Regions from separate parts of the Hordeum vulgare genome. Here region 1 is linked to region 2. Evidence: chromatin contacts called from public Hi-C data. All regions are on one chromosome and are shown on one strand. Each heading gives the region's core, a stretch centred on a gene start, on an enhancer-like site or on the middle of the called end of the contact. The rest is flanking DNA. Distances are from core to core; before and after follow the strand shown. Region 1 has its middle 17 kb from the start of LOC123433741. Region 2 holds the start of LOC123424793 (protein TsetseEP-like).

What was found. A called contact is a pair of places that touch in the nucleus more often than the background predicts.
Region 1: a Hi-C map of leaf shows a contact between it and region 2, with 4 times the contacts expected there. The contact joins the enhancer-like site here to the promoter of LOC123424793 in region 2. A contact is called at or near these places in 4 of 6 Hi-C or Micro-C datasets (leaf and seedling).

The regions. Positions count from the first base shown.
Region 1 is chr2H:47,098,965-47,101,891 of MorexV3_pseudomolecules_assembly, forward strand. No RefSeq gene overlaps it. Among protein-coding and RNA genes, the nearest start is that of LOC123433741, 17 kb to the left of the region's middle. Within about 2 kb of position 1,372, at least 2 of the 3 cell types and tissues checked have open chromatin away from gene starts, as enhancers often do. A contact at or near this core is called in leaf, where this site is marked.
Region 2 is chr2H:47,033,365-47,036,170 of MorexV3_pseudomolecules_assembly, forward strand. LOC123424793 (protein TsetseEP-like) reads right to left here and starts at 1,477. Exons shown (of 2, transcript XM_045108486.1): 1 at 628-1,477; 2 at 1-585. The coding sequence starts at 1,369. The coding sequence ends at 311.

The sequences.
Region 1 (2,927 bases), core at 122-2,621, 65 kb after region 2:
GCCCTTGCTCTTGCTACTGACCTGGACCTTGCTCGTATCCTCGTCGCGAGTGATTGCCAAGGAGTACTAAACGACATCACAAACTGCACCGGGGGTGTCTACGCCAGCACCACAAGGGAGATTGCGGTTTCAAGGGAGAATTTTGATAGTTGCACCTTCATGTTCGAAGGTAGGTCCACCAATGTTGAGGCACATAGCCTCGCTCAGCATGCTTTCGGCTTGGATTTTGGGCGCCATTTGTGACTGTTAACCCCTCCAAATTTATCTTGTATTCCTATGAACTTTGTTGAGTAATGAATAAAGCATGTTTAGACGAAAAAAAACCATTTTCATGGAACGGAAAAAGGATAGTTCAACAAATGCATAGTATATCAACTAAGAAGAAGATATACCCTCAAATAAATTTAACAGGAATGTAACAATTAGAAAAGGACAACAACCGACCGGTAAACAAGATTGCATGACTTAACATGCGTCGCCATGTTGAAGTGATGACCACATAAAGATCGATAATGCATGCTCGAAAAGTAAATAGAGTGAGGTGTGTGAAACACATTGTCATTCCGGCATTCATAATTGCCCAAAGTAAGGTACAAGCACCTACATGGATGTTGATACCAATCATTTAGTTTCATACAAAACACGCACACATGCGCACACACGCACGCACACGCGGAGGACACGGTAGGTCAAGGCATGGCGGCCGCCCTACCTTGATTTTCCTTGGTGCAGGCTGCGTGCAAGGCGACGCATTGGTGCAACGTCGTTGTCGGTGACGAGTGACAAAAGCCCGTCCTACCTTAACTTTTGTCCGTCCTCCACCACTGCACATTCATACAAATGGTCGCCCCGGAACATGTACTCTCGTTGTACACACTCACCTCTTTTTTGGTTCTTCTGAAAAAAGTAGAAACTCCTAGTCGAAAAAGGCCAACCATGGCTTTCTAATAGATTTAGAAAGTTTTGCACACACCAAAGTTGTCGACGAATTTAGAAACAAATGGTGAAATTTAAGGAAAGTGCATGACCTTGAAAAAAAGTCCAATAAATTTGCAAAAAAGTTCGTGATTCTTTTTTTAACGTTCATTATTTTAGAAAGAAAACTCGAATGAAAAAACTAAAAACCCTAGGCAAAAAACGAGTAAAAAAGAAAAAAACTGGCCGGGCGTATACAAAAGCTTCCCAAAACTGTCCTCGAAGCTTCTAGAAAGTTTCCATAATTGGGAGCAGCCTCCCCGCTTGAATATCGCGTGAATAGCCCGGTCCACTTATAGAAAATCTATAGAAGGCAGTGCGGTGTATTTTTTTTTAGAACAGAAGGCAGTGTGGGTGAGCTCTGTGTGGGGATCATATTCCTCGCGCGCGTCAATGGATAGAGACGAAACGCACACCCCAACCTGTGGTGATGGGCCAGCCCGTTAGACTGTTTCTTTGTGTTTTTGTCTGCTTAATTTATTTTATCATTTATTTTTCTTCTTTTGTCATAAAAATTATTTTTCTTTTTCCAAATTCACATACTAAGGAACAATTTGCAACAACCCTAGAATATATAAAAAATTCTAAATCTTTAATTATATCAAATACAAACAAAATCGTAAATCATAAAAGAAAACTCGTGAACATTTTTCAATTCGTGCAAATCCTATGAAATCACGAACATATTTGAGAATTAGTTAACGTTATGAAACCTTTGAATAATTTTATAAATTGGTAAACATTTTCAAACTCATGAATATTTTTTAAATTACTGAAATTTTTGAATTAGAATATTGTTTAATATATTTTTAATAAAAATATACTATCAAAATCGTAACCATTTTTTGAATTCATAAAATAAAATGCATTAACGTATTTAAAACTCGTGAACCTTTTTCAAACTCATGTATGCTATTTGAATTCGTGTTTTTAAAATCATAAACATTCTTTGAAATCACATATTTGTTCAATCAGTGGATATTTTAAAATTCGTGAAATTTTATGAATTGGCATTCAACTTTTGTATGTTTATAGAAATATTTATCAGAAAGCCTGGTAAAATAAATAAATTCTACTTAAAAAACTGCCGAGATAAAAATAATAACGCAAACACTAAGGATCACCACATGCAGTTGTTACGGATCGGGCCCGCTGGTTCTTGCGCTGGCGAGGAGGTGCGCGTTTGCTGAGTTTCTAGCAAGCAGGTCGCTGAATAATGGGTCACTGCACCGTGTACATTTTTGCTTGGAACTTTTTTTTGCCTGACGGTCGGCCATGATTATTATTTTTTTGCCTTTTTTTTTTGAGGGGTGCCAATGCTGTTTACTTCAGCTATTGTATACAGATTTTCTTATTTATCGCTCATTGCCGCAAAATGCCCCAGCAATAATTTCGTAAGGTTCTCATTCCTGGTTTTCTTGGTTTCATTTTTCTGTAGTATTTTTTACCGGTTTTTTTTATAAATGACCATAACATTTATAATGTTAGTTTTTTTTACCTTTTCAGTTTGCATTTTTTGAAGTGTTCAAAAAAATTGCAAAAGATGTTTACAAAAGTTTTTGTAAAGTGTTCTTAAAAATAAATAAATATTCACTTTTTCTGAAAAAAGTAAATTTTGGGAAATTAACTGAAAACGGAAAGTAAGTAGTAGGGAAAAGAAGTGATTGCTGATTGTTTGACTCGCTACAGCCAGCGTTAATGGATCGGACCGGTTGCATCATCCTTAAGCCTTGTTCGGTTGCAACAGATTTGAAGGGGATTAGAGTGGGTTGGGGAGGATTAAATCCCTTGTAAGTCAAATTTCACCTCAATCCCCTTCAATCCTCTCTAATCCTCTTGTGGTGAGGATTAACCGAACAAGCCCTTACGAGTTTGCTGGGCATTTTGACGCGTGTAGGTCTATTTGGATCCTCTTCAGCTCTTTGCTCCATGAACTCCACACTTCGAGCCCA
Region 2 (2,806 bases), core at 227-2,726:
GAAACCGCACATATTGTCATTCATGTAAATGAATAAGATCATGTGTACATACACGAAAGAACAACCGAGTCATGTGCACAGATGAACGCATACCAGCACGCAAATGATAATTACAAAGTAGTAATAATCATCATGGGTGCATGGAACAAGAGAAACTAAAAAGGGATGGTGGAATACAAGGAATGCAAAAAAGATGCATCATCACTATCTCGCTAGCCGGATACTATGCCACTTATTCTGGAAATAGCACATCGTGGCTCCGGACGGGGTCGATCTCCTCCTCCTTCGGCTGTCATATGTGAGCATCACATCAATTGTCAGTCATCGGCGGCTTGCCCTTCGGAGGCGGCTCGGGCTTGGGTTCGGGTTCAGGCTTGGGCTCTGGCTTAGGCATGGGTTGAGGCTTGGGCTCTGGTTTTGGCATTGGGTAAGGCTTGGGCTCTGGCTTTGGCATCGGCTCGGGCTTAGGCTCCGGCTTTGGCATCGGCTCTGGCTTGGGTTCAGGTTTTGGCATCGGCTCGGGCTTGGGCTCTGGCTTTGGTTCGGGTTTTGGCATCGGTTTAGGCTCAGGCTTCATCGGCTCGGGTTTGGGCTCTGGCTTTGGTTCGGGTTTTGGCATCGGCTCTGGTTTGGGCTCTGGCTTTGGTTCGGGTTTTGGCATCGGCTCTGGTTTGGGCTCTGGCTTTGGTTCGGGTTTTGGCATCGGCTCTGGTTTGGGCTCAGGCTTAGGCTCAGGTTTTGGCATCGGCTCTGGCTTGGGCTCAGGCTTAGGCTCAGGTTTGGGCATGGGGTAAGGCTTGGGCTCAGGCTTCGGTTCGGGTTTCGGCATCGGCTCGGGCTTGGGCTCTGGCTTTGGTTCGGGTTTTGGCATCGGCTCGGGCTTGGGCTCTGGCTTTGGTTCCGGTTTCGGCATCGGTTTAGGCTCTGGCTTCATCGGCTCGGGTTTGGGCTCAGGTTTCGGTTCTGGTTTAGGCATGGGCTCAGGTTTCGGTTCTGGTTTAGGCATAGGCTCAGGTTTGGGCTCAGGTTTCGGTTCTGGTTTAGGCATCGGCTCGGGCTTGGGTTCTGGCTTTGGCATCGGCTCCGGCTTGGGTTCCGGCTTGGGCTCTGGCTTTGGCATGGGTTCAGGCTTAGGCATAGGTTTGGGCTCCGGCTTTGGCATGGGTTCAGGCTTAGGCATAGGTGTGGGCTCCGGCTTCGGCATGGGTTCAGGTTTAGGCATAGGCTTGGGCTCCGGGTACGGCGTGGGCTTGGGCTCTGGCTCGGGGAGCTTCTCGGCGAGGCCCCGGCCAGCAGCGGCCGCGAGGCTGAAGCCGGAGGCCGCGAGCAGCCCGACGAGGAGCACGGCAAGGAGGCTGTGCCTCGCCATTGCTGCTTTCTCGCAGCTGTTGCTGCACTTGTGCTTCACCGCTTCCGAACCTCTCAACGGGCGATGGATAGATAAAGTGGATGTGGTGTGTGGTTCCTCTGAATGGTGGTGTGGAGAACCGGAGATGGCATATGTCCCGGCTTTATAGCGCTGAGCAGCCAAGCAGGCCCAGACGCGTGTGCCACACTCCCGGCGCCGGTGGGTCTGCTTGTGGATCAGGTTACCCCAACCTTTTCAGTTTTCATCTGCCGTCTGCCGTCTGCACCTTCCTTCCTTCCGACTGCAAAGCTAGCTAGGTAAGATGCCCGAGGTACGGCTGGCGGTGGCCGGTGGCCCGTCGCCGTCGCGCCTTGAAACCCATGTCGGATCTTCATTTCTCCGTTGCGCGTAGCATCCGACGACGGCTGATGGGTGCGGGTCAAGTCCGAGGACGACTGTTTCTAGCAGCTAGCAGCAGCAGCAGATAGCCGGCAGCCGGTGGGGCACTGAAGGTTAAAACCCCAGCCTGACGGCATCATCATCAACTCTTTTATGCGCCGTACTGTTCACGTGGTTGATTACAAAGAGAAGGTACGAAAAAGTAAGCACTAGTTGTGGTCGCCAGGCAGACACGAGCCCGTGCGTGCGTGCGTGCGTGTGCGTCCGTCCTGAACGCGTTTGCGCTGCCGGCTCGATGGCCTGCTGCCGTTTCACTGTTCATGCATGTCCGGTCGATCGATCCGTCCGTCGGCGATTCTGCGTACGGCGCGGTGTGCCATCGACGGCAGCCGCGCCCACTGACCCGCTGTATCTATCGAGCCATCGGCATTGTTCACGGATGGGATCTGGCGAACGATCGGCCTTGCTTTGCTTGGTGTGGTTTGCGGTGTTGATTACTTGATTGATTGTCTTTTCTTTGTGGGATACACTTCCGATGCTTCTTATCATAATCCATCGCGGCAGTACAAATAAAGCCAGAGATAATAAAAATTACAACCAGGTCTATTGATCGCCTAACTACGAATGCAAGCAAGGGAGCGAGCTGAGGGCATGACGACGTCATTGCCCCTCCATCATCCGGGCCGGGTAGAACTTTATTGTAGTAGACAAAAGACAATCAAAAAGTATAGCACCGACCGAATTTCATGAGATTCAGCGAAAATACCTCCACATGTCCTCCAACAATGCTAGACGTATCGTTGGTATTAGGATAAAACGTAAGAAAATATTTCTATTGAACCACATCACCGCCGTCACAAAGCCCCAACCAAGACACTTTTTTTTTGCGAGAAACCAACCAAGACACATAACCTAACTGAGAGCAGGGTAGTTGATTGATTGACTGGTTGAAAGTCACGCACGCAGCCAGGTAGGCAGGCAGGCGAAAATGGTTTTGTTGCACTTTTTCCTTGATGAACAAGCGCTGTTACGTACGTGTTTTTCTTGCTGCATTTTTCC